Regions from separate parts of the Mus musculus genome. Here region 1 is linked to region 2. The links are chromatin contacts, called in public capture Hi-C maps. All regions are on one chromosome and are shown on one strand. The core of a region is the stretch at or near the end of the contact, and the rest is flanking DNA. Distances in the headings are between cores, read along the strand shown.

Region 1 (5,023 bases), core at 1,668-4,167, 330 kb after region 2:
CACTCTGAGGGCCTCTGTCTCTGCCACATTGGAATGCCCTGTCCCACCCAGCTGTCACTTTCTCCTATTGCAGAACCAGTTGATTGATGCCATTCCCAGAGCACCCTGAACAACATTTTCCCAAGAGCAGGAACATCTGGGTTCGCCTGAGACCTTCCCTGTTTCATAGCTCCTACGATGCTGAGCCCATGCACCATTTGCTGTTCTCTCTCCAGGTCCTAAAACACATTAGTGAGCCTTTAATAAACAGTAGCTGTCTGGGTGGGCATGCCTAGTCTGTGACTTTATCTCAGCTGAGAACAACAAAGCAGAAGACAAAAGAAGAGCTTCTCTGTTTTGCTCTGAAAATGAGGTCCTTGACACATGGAAGGAGATGGTGCATGGATATAGTTCATCTGGTCAGGGAGCTTACAGTCTGTGGAAGCCATTTTGCAGGATGGCAGTGGCACAAGACTGTCCTTTACAGAGCGCTGTGCTAGATGAGACCCTATGTCAGAGACTTAGATACAGGAGCTAGCAACACACCTCAGTTAGATGGGGTCTCATGATATTAGGTAGAAATCCATGCGGGAGGGGATCTGAACCAGATGCCATTTATTTAGATGGGGAAGGAGAGGGAAGGGAAGCAGAGGGGAGAAGAAGAGAGGAGATGGGAGGAGACGGGGAGAAGTGAAGGAGAGGAGAGAGGAGGAGAGGGAAGGGAAGGGAAGGGAAGGGAAGGGAAGGGAAGGGAAGGGAAGGGAAGGGAAGGGAAGGGAAGGGAAGGGAAGGGAAGGGAAGGGAAGGGAAGGTCAATACTTGAAGAAGCAGATGAATAAGCATATTTAATAGGAATAAGCTAACAGTGGGAGGTCCCTAGGCACAGAGAAGAGGGGGTGGTGAGATGGTGGAGGGGCTACTTCAGGCATCTAGACCATGGGATGCACTGTGCTTCCAAGTAAATGTTAGTGAGAAAATCTTTTCCTAAGGAAAGATCATGGACAAGGGAAATGGACATGCTAAAGTTTGGAGCCAACTTTGTTGGTTTGTCTGTAGTTGGCAGCTAAATTCTGTTCTCACAGAGCGTCCAATGTGTAACAGGAGTTTTAGGAGAGGATGTAGCAAGGTGCACAGAGCTAAGTAGAGATTTTTGAAGAGTAGCCAAGTGAGAGAGCAACATATGCCCACAGATAGCAACCTCTGTTTGGGAAAACAAGAAGGAGCATGAGTGAGCCCCTGAGATGGACCCGGTGGACAGAGTCCTGGCTCTTGGTAGACAAAGCTGCACCTGGTTTCTGATGAGGAAGTACAGTTGGCACAGGGCTGGTGGCTTCTGGATAAAGGCTGATGGTGGCTGATGATTGAGTGATAGAAAACCCCAGAGTGACTAGAAAGGAAGTCTGGTGACAGTAGGACAGAGGAAGGAAGTTATAGAGTTGGCCTCAAGCAGCCTTCTCTTTAGGCAAAGTTGTCTCAGTCAGCTCCATTGCCTCTCTATGTCCAAACCTCTGGTAAGTATCCTCCTCTGCTAAGCAGCACATGTGTGCATGCAAACCACAAATGTTGGTTGCTTAACTACTTTGTGGCAAGCACGATAAGGTGCAAGGATGATAATTACCTTTTAATTCTGGCAAACACTTGGCAATCATACAAGGGTATCTAACATATGTTTTTGTTTGTTTTGTTTTGTTTTTAAATTGATTGCTTCCCCCCTACCCCCCGTAAATAGAGTTGATCAATTTAACCCAATTTAACCAGGAAGTTTATAACACTTGTATGTTCATGCATTGCTTCAAAGACCAGGTTGTGCTGTGATTTCCCCTGTTTCTAAATCAAACACTGGATGACCAATGCTCAGTCCACATCATATTGAAGATGGTACAATACAGAGCATGAAAGATGACTCCATCTTCACTAGATCTCCGTTAAATTTGGTTCAGAAATTTCCAACTCTCAGGCCCCAAGAGGTAACATATCATGTTGGCAGCAGCTTGGGGGCATCACTGAAGCCCATCCTGAGTCCCGAGAATCAAGAAAAAGAAGTTTACTACACTTGAGAGGGAGATGGTTGCTTGGAAAGGCATCTCGAATCAGGATCAGGAGTTGCTGTCAGGAGGGAGAACAGGAAAAAGAGAAGGCTAGCAACGCAGTCCTGCGTGGGATATGACAGCCTCTGTGTAGCTTACCCAGTCATGCATCCAGACTAAGCATGGGACCGTCAGGTGGTCTCTGTAGTTACCCACCCCCGGCTTCTTGAGACAAGCATTCTGTGCTCATTGTCAGAAAGCCAAAGTCACTTAATGTGCACCCTGCTGGTACCACTCTAGCCGTCCCTGTTCACCTTCTTATGACTTCAGTTGGCACCAGCCTCTGCAATAACCAAGTTTCTAAATGGGTAAAACTGACGACCCACTCCCCTCTGCATGCCTATTGTCACATGTTAAGATCCCCTGGGAGCTGCCTCATCCTGGGAATGGCACACAAGGAACACCAAGAGTGATTAACTGGGGGGGGGGGGGGTGTCTTTCCTCTTAACAGTTACCAGTGTGAATTGTTAGGGCTGGCACAGCTAGGATGCCACCTCAAGGAGTATTAAATCCTCTAGGTCTGCATTTTAGGGATGCTCTACCACTGGGTGTGGCTAGGCCAATGACTGCCCCAACCCCCTCACCTGGTAAAAGAAATTTTATTAGGTCTTGGAAGGATGTGACAGTGATGGACTTGTAAGTAAAACATGTGGCGGTGTCGACAGAAATATTATTTGTGTTTACTGAAAACTTAAAAGAGGGAAGATCCCAAAGGTAGCTGGTGCGCCTTGGAATGGATAGGGAGTTCCAGTGCCTCCTGGACGCTCTAGTCTCCCAACACCCGCTATCCTTGCACGGTTACTACGCTCGTGAGCGTCCATAGCAACCGCCTAGGGCAGGGCTTCCCTGCTGGTACCCAATCCGCTTCCTACTAGGGACCCTGGCTGCGGTTGAGTGGTCCAAGGTTTGATGTCAAGTGGGGCTGGGCGAGCCAGCCTCTAGGGCCGCTGAGGGTCCACAGCGAGCACAGGTGAGTGATCTAGGAAAGTCCTGGCCCCCAGGGCTGCGGGATGTCTCACCCTCGGTCCCCAGGCAGCCCGGGTCTGCTGTCCCATCCTGTGGTCCACGGAAGGGGCATCCATCCTGTTTCTCACCTGCTTTTTCAGAGTATAGCTTGTGTCTGAAACCCAATCCCTCCTCTAAGGCTGCTTTCTCAGCCTAGGCTTCCAGGTAGCTTAGGGGAGGACTTGTTTCTGAAATTCAAACCAAGGCTAGTGTCCTCTGGTACTCCCTGTCTCTGGAGACTTTTTTTTTTTTTTTGGCGGTTAAAACCAAGTCTCTCAATACTGCCCTGGTACTTACAGTGTTGTAATAAGCAAATACTTGAGAAAGGAGAAACACTCTTTGCTTGGTTATTAAGAAAGGAAGCTGTGTTATGGATAGGTAAAAATATTTGATGAATCTAATAAAATATTCTATTCCTTTTATAAACAAAATATTTCGCACAATAATTCAGTGAATAACATCTGTATGCCAAGTCACCCTGTCCACCCCTTAAACGGTTACAAGGACAACCGTGACCTGCTTTGTGGCCCTCTTTTCCCAGGGTGCTCACCTACCAGAATTTAGTATATCCTTATATTCTGCATATTCTACACTTTTATCATGATATATCTAATCCAGATGCCAACACAGGTACTGCTTTAAGTGTATGCAATGATATGTAACAGACAATCTGCATCAAATGTGTTATGAATATACCTTACATCACCTATACAGCTGCTCTTTTAGTTTGCTCCCTTAAAACTACTGGAGAGTAATTCTTGGGCATTCTAATTGTTTCTGTATATGGGTGTCTCTGGGCAGACAGGTATGACAGTAAAAGTAGCTAGGGGTTTTCTTTCCCTTGCCCTGGGGAAGAATTCATTTGCATTTGTTTGTTTGTTTAAAGATAATTAAGTCTCTCCATGTTCTTATTTAACCTTAAAGCTGAAGTGTTTCATGTTGAAATTCAAGTCATGGCTTCTAATTTTGGTGTTTGTTTAAAAGACAAAATGTTTATATGATATGAAGAGAAGCTCTAGCTAAGTGTGGTATTTATTAACATGTATCTCTGGTCCCATCTGACCCTGGGTTAGCTACTGGAACCAGTGGACCTGGTTCTAGTCCTGTGGGTCTGTCTATGAAGCCGTCAAGCCTGTGCCTGCCACTGATCTGAGGCAGGGCGTGGAGCGAGGTAATGCAGTTTCTGGACTTGTGTCTTCTGGGGATGTTCTGTAAAGGTTTTTGCTCTTTTAAATATTTATGATCCTAAAGTCTTGACTAAAATATGCCGAGAAAATACATCCATTCAAGTCAAGCTCATCTTCTGAATTGTAAATGGATCTTTCCAGTATTTGTATTCTTGGTGGGGTCCATTGTATCTTTAGCAAATCAATATTTATAGTCGAGTACTATAGCACTTTCGGTATGTTAATACCTGTTGATCACACATTAAATGAATAAAGCCCAACACTGTTTGACTTTGTAGCACATCTCCTTTCTATTGTTAGTAACAAAATATAATGTATTTATTTATGTTTACTTATTGGAACCCTGGCTGGCCTGAAACTTGCTATGTATACCAGGCTGGTCTCAAAACTCATAGGAATCCACCTGCCTCAGCCTTCTAAGTACTGGAATTAAAAGCATGCACGTCACATCTGTATCCGAATGTCATTTAAAAAGCAAAAAGCCATGGTCTGGTCTAGGGCATGATCCCCATGCCTACTTCTATCTGTCTTCCCAAAGACCTTATTGAATTTCCATGCAAACAGAAGACAAATACAGTGTTAGCAAGTTTAGCAAGTGTTGCTCACACTTGCTTGGAGTGTGCCTGAGTTAGAATTTGGAGATCTAACACTGCAAAAGACACAATCGGCCAAGTGATCCAGAGTCTTTGTCAAGTGAGGTATGCATCAGAGGGTAGCTTGCAGGAGTCAGTTCTCTCTCCACTGTGTGGGTTCCTGGACCTGAAT
Region 2 (4,678 bases), core at 228-2,727:
TCCCTCTGAAATATAGCTTCTTGGGCAATTTCTTATTCACCTCAGTGACACTGGTTTCTTTTTAGTCACAGCTGACTATTCAGTTCCAGATGACCAGACACCAAAGATTCTTCACACAAAAGGCCAAGTTTGCGTTTCTCTCCTGCTCTTAACATCCTTCTCTTCCTAGCTCCTACAGAATAGCTCACTGAGCTTCCAACACTCAACGACTTTTCTAGCCTAAAGTTCTAATGTCCTTCTACGATCTTCCCATAACAACATGGCCAGGACTGTGACAGCAATACCCTACTTCTGGTTCCAATTTTTGTCCCAGTTAGGGTTACTACTGCTGTGATGAAACACCTTGACTAAAAATCAATCTGGGGAGGAAAGGGTTTATTTAGCTCGTGCTTCCACATCACTGTTCATCATCAAAGGAAGTCAGGGCAGGAACTCAAACAGGGCAGGAACCTGGAGGCAGGAAGTAGCTCTCAGTCTTATAGAGGCATTTCCTCTATAAGATGACCATAGCTGTGTCAAGGTGACATAAAACTATCCAGCACAAGAATGGCCCATCAGCTCAAGCATTTTTGGTGTTCTCTGCTACCCCTCATACACACAGAAGCAGACTCCTCAGAGTGCAGGATAAACACACAGAATTTACCCTGGTCTTCTTTTCCTCTATCCTTGAATTTAGAATACATTCATCCTAGACACACACACACACGATGTGTGTTTATTGATGGTGGTGTTAGAAGCAATAATTTAAGGAACCATGAGCAGAATGGTTAATTTCTAACTTGTTGAAAACTTATCACCTTGCAGAAAGAAATGTTTCAATATCCAAGTCACTAATATTCCGGATGTTCTCAGCAACAGAGCAAATTTGTGATTACTGGGACAAACTGGAGGTTTCCAAACAATCTCATAGGGGCGGGGCCAAGGCGATCTATTTATCTGCCTTGCATAGTTTGCTCTATTCCCGGAGCAGAGAAGACAAGCCTGTTAGGCTGTGATTGGAGGCCGTCTCAGGAGCTTCCTCAAGTGTAAACCGAAAGCACTATCCACCTCTCTCAAAGCCAACCTCACAAGTATCCTGACACGGAGAAGAACCCACACGTACTTGTTTGGGGCTCCAACTCCCAGCCTAGCTCATCCATAGTCATGCATGCCCTGAGGAGATGCGCCCGCCTTGCCTCCAGCCGCCTCCCCTTCCCAGCCTGCCCCGGGCCGGCCTCCCCGTGGACATTCGCGCTCGGACATCAGTACCTGTCACTCGGGCCCCGTCGGCGCAGCCCGGGCAACAATGGCGGCGGCGTGGCGGGAGCCTCCGTGGCAGGCTCGACTCAGAGCTGCATCAGGGGCTCAGCTTCACCGCTTCTCTCCCTGGGAGGAGCCGGGAGCCGTCAGTACACGCTCATTCCAGCCGGGTCCCCAGAGGCCCCGGCCGGAACCCCTAGCTCCCGGGCTTCGCAGCGACCTCGCCTCGGCGCCACTGCGCATGTGCTAGTGGAGAACGCTGCTCGTCCGTAGAGCCAATGGGAAGCCGAACCCGAGCCTTCCCATCCCGAGCCCCAGGCCCTGGACCTGTCTCTATGGCAACCTCCTCCACCCATCACCGTGACTTGCCTGTTAGCTACAAGGTTTCGACCGGAACTTTAAAGTTTACCTGGGCAGAGACAGGCCTGGCAGATGACTTGGATGTCAGGGCTGCAATAGCAGTACCTGGGAAACCATTTGGAGAGTAAAGCCGGATTCTTACAACGCAGAAATAGACAGGCATCAAGTATGTGGCTTGTAGGGAGGAAACCCCACAGTGCTCTTTCTAGATGGACTGTAGTGCATAATTCCTAATGGCTCTGATTGTCACCTCTAGAATCCGACACTGAGACCTCCAGATTCAACTAACAGACAAATTCTCTGTCTTCAGCATTTCTCTTAGCTCCTTCTGTTCTGTGGATTCTTTGGTTTGTTTTTTGATGGCATCCTGAACTTCTTGGACATCATAATACTCATTTTAAAAAGTCCTTCTTGAATTTAGGTACAGTAGTCAACCTCGTCTCCCATCCTTGATAGTCTTTCTTCTGCCTGGCTGAGTCCATTGGTGATGTTTCTATTGTTTTTCTGTTCCACTCACTGAGTTTTTTAATTTTTTTAGCATTTCTGTGTGGGCTCCCTCCCTCCTCAAAATACTGATTTCTTTCCCTGCTTATGTTCACAAAACAAACAAACAAACAAAAAAACAAAACAAAAAAACCAGGTTAGATTCACTGGGCCACCAAAACCAAACACAAAAGTAGGAGAGAGGTGGATCTCTGTGAAGTTTGAGGCCAGCCTAGTCTACACAACCATTCAAGGCTAGCATGGGCTACATAATGAGAGGAGGAAAAGGATGAAGAAATGGATTAGTGGTTATGAGTGCTTATGATTCATACAAAGACTCTGGTTTCAGTTCCCAGCACCCACGTGATGACTCAAAGTCTGTAACTCCAGTTCCAGCGGCTCTGATGCCACTTTTGACTTCCACAGTCTCCTGTGATACGCATACACAACACACACACACACACAATTAAGTAAATTCTAAGAAAAATAAATAACATTATTATGTACAGCTTTGAAAATAAGTGTGAAATACCAACCAGTCAGTAGTAGGAGAAAAGAAGTCAAGATCAGGGCAGTAATTAATGTTGATGGACATTAAGCTGACTCATGTTCCTTGTGCTTGTGAAAGGAGTAACAACAAACACAGATGTACAAGCACATGCACAGTAAAGTGCAGATGCCTTTAGGTGTGTGCCTAGGAGTGGTATAGTCAGGTCATATGGAAGATTTATTTTTTTATTTTTGAGACAGGGTTTCTCTGTGTAGCCCTGGCTGTCTTGGAACTCACTCTGTAAACCAGGCTGGCCTCGAACTCAGTAATCCACCTGCCTTATTTTTTATTTTTATTTTTATTTGATAAGCCTCTGCATTGATTTCCATAGTGCCTGAAGCACATTACATGCTCACCAACCATGGATAAGGTAGCCTCTTTCTCTGCAACCTTAAAAGCATTTGTTGACGTTTGTTTTCTTCCAATAGCTATTCTGACTGGAGTGAGATAGAATCTCAAAGTAGTGTTTTTCTGATGGCTAAGGAAGTCAAACACATTAAAAAGTGTTATTGGTCATTTTTATGTCTTCTATTGAGAATCGAGTTCATTGGCCCATTTACTGCCTGGTGTTTAATTTCTGCACAGTTCTGTATATAGTCCAGACTAGTGGTTCTCAACCTGAGTTGTGACCCTTTGGAGGTTGAATGACCCTTTCACAAAAGGTTGCCTAAGACCATTGGAAAACACAGATATTTACATTATGATTCATAACAGCAGCAAAATTACAGTTATGAAGTAGCAATGAAAATAATGTTATGGTTGGGGGTGGGGTCACCACAACATGAGTAACTATAATAAAGTTTCACAACATTAGGAAGGTTGAGGATCAGTTTGTCAATTTCTGAGTCTAGTTTCTGTGCCATTCAGAAATTTCTTGCATAAACCTGTATCCCAAAGTTTTTCTTCTATATTCCTTTAGCGGTTTCAACAGTTGTGATTTTAAGCTAGGGCCTTTGATGCCATTTGAACTGATAATTTGGTTTGTGATGAGAGATCTGGATATAATTTTATCCTGAAGGTGAGTATCTAGTTTTACCAGCACCATTTATTGAACAGCGTGTCTATGCCTGTACCCTCTGTTATGTTTCATTGATGTGTGTTTGTTTTTGTCACTATGACTCTGTTGCGTATCTTGAAGCTAGGTCATGTGATAATTTTGTGTCTTTCTACTTATAACCGATTTGGCAATCCACGGTTCTTGCATTTCCATATGAACTTTATGAGAGGTTTTTCTGAGACAACTCTATGGTTATTTTTGTAGTTGTTGCACCAGTTTATACTCCGACTGTCTTAGCTCGGGTTACTGTTATTGAGATGAAACAGGAGGCAGCAGACTGGAGCTAGAAGAAGTCTAATTGTGCGTACAACATTGGGGACAACATTGGGGACAGGAGAAGACAAGGTTGGATACTGATCAAGTCCAGGGGTGGCCTCATCGGCCTGGGCTTCGTGGATACTGCGGAGATACAGGCACGTGTTGGACTCACAAAGATTAGCCCCACATCCTGAGCTGACACATAGATTCTTTGGGTGAGGATGAGGTGGAAGCACACAGGATAGGGTAGGGAGGGACTGGCTAATCTTGGCACAACAGCAGCATGGGTGTCCTGCTGACACCCCCCCTCCCCTGGCAGGGCGCAGACATCCAAGTGGTCACTTCCCAACCTCTCCTGAAGGCAGGAAGGGGGAGGGAGAGCAAACTCAGAGCAGGGAAGCAGTCATCAGCAGGGACCTTTTCTGGGTGGAGGGAGGGAAGAGCATCATGACAGGATGAAATGTGTGAGAAGCTGGGGGCTGGTGAGATGATTCAGCGAGTAAGAGCACTTCCAAAGGTCCTGAGTTCAAATCCCAGCAACCACATGGTGGCTCGCAACCACCACACCTGATATTTATTTTGTTTTTGTTTTTCTTGAAATGTTTTTATTATTTTTCTTAATTTTTTATTATTTAAATGCATTGTATACATCAAACACCAATAATATTGAGTATTTTGAGAATCAAATAATACATAAAAATTTGTTCAACTTTTATATTCACATCCTTTGA

The links. Capture Hi-C pulls out chosen DNA fragments and counts their contacts.
Region 1: a capture Hi-C map of embryonic stem cells shows a contact between it and region 2, with 2.8 times the contacts expected there. The contact joins the promoter of Tekt3 here to the promoter of Zfp287 in region 2. A contact is called at or near these places in 1 of 39 promoter capture datasets (embryonic stem cells), 1 of 484 Hi-C or Micro-C datasets (pre-pro-B cells), 2 of 115 datasets of contacts at active chromatin or transcription factors (embryonic stem cells and stem cell-derived neural progenitor cells) and 1 of 9 other capture datasets (embryonic stem cells).

What each region holds. Positions count from the first base shown.
Region 1 is chr11:63,058,742-63,063,764 of GRCm38.p6, forward strand. Tekt3 (tektin 3) reads left to right here and starts at 2,918. Exons shown (of 8, transcript NM_027660.1): 1 at 2,918-3,036.
Region 2 is chr11:62,730,419-62,735,096 of GRCm38.p6, forward strand. It overlaps Zfp287 (zinc finger protein 287), which reads right to left and starts at 1,478. Exons shown (of 6, transcript NM_133208.3): 1 at 1,249-1,478.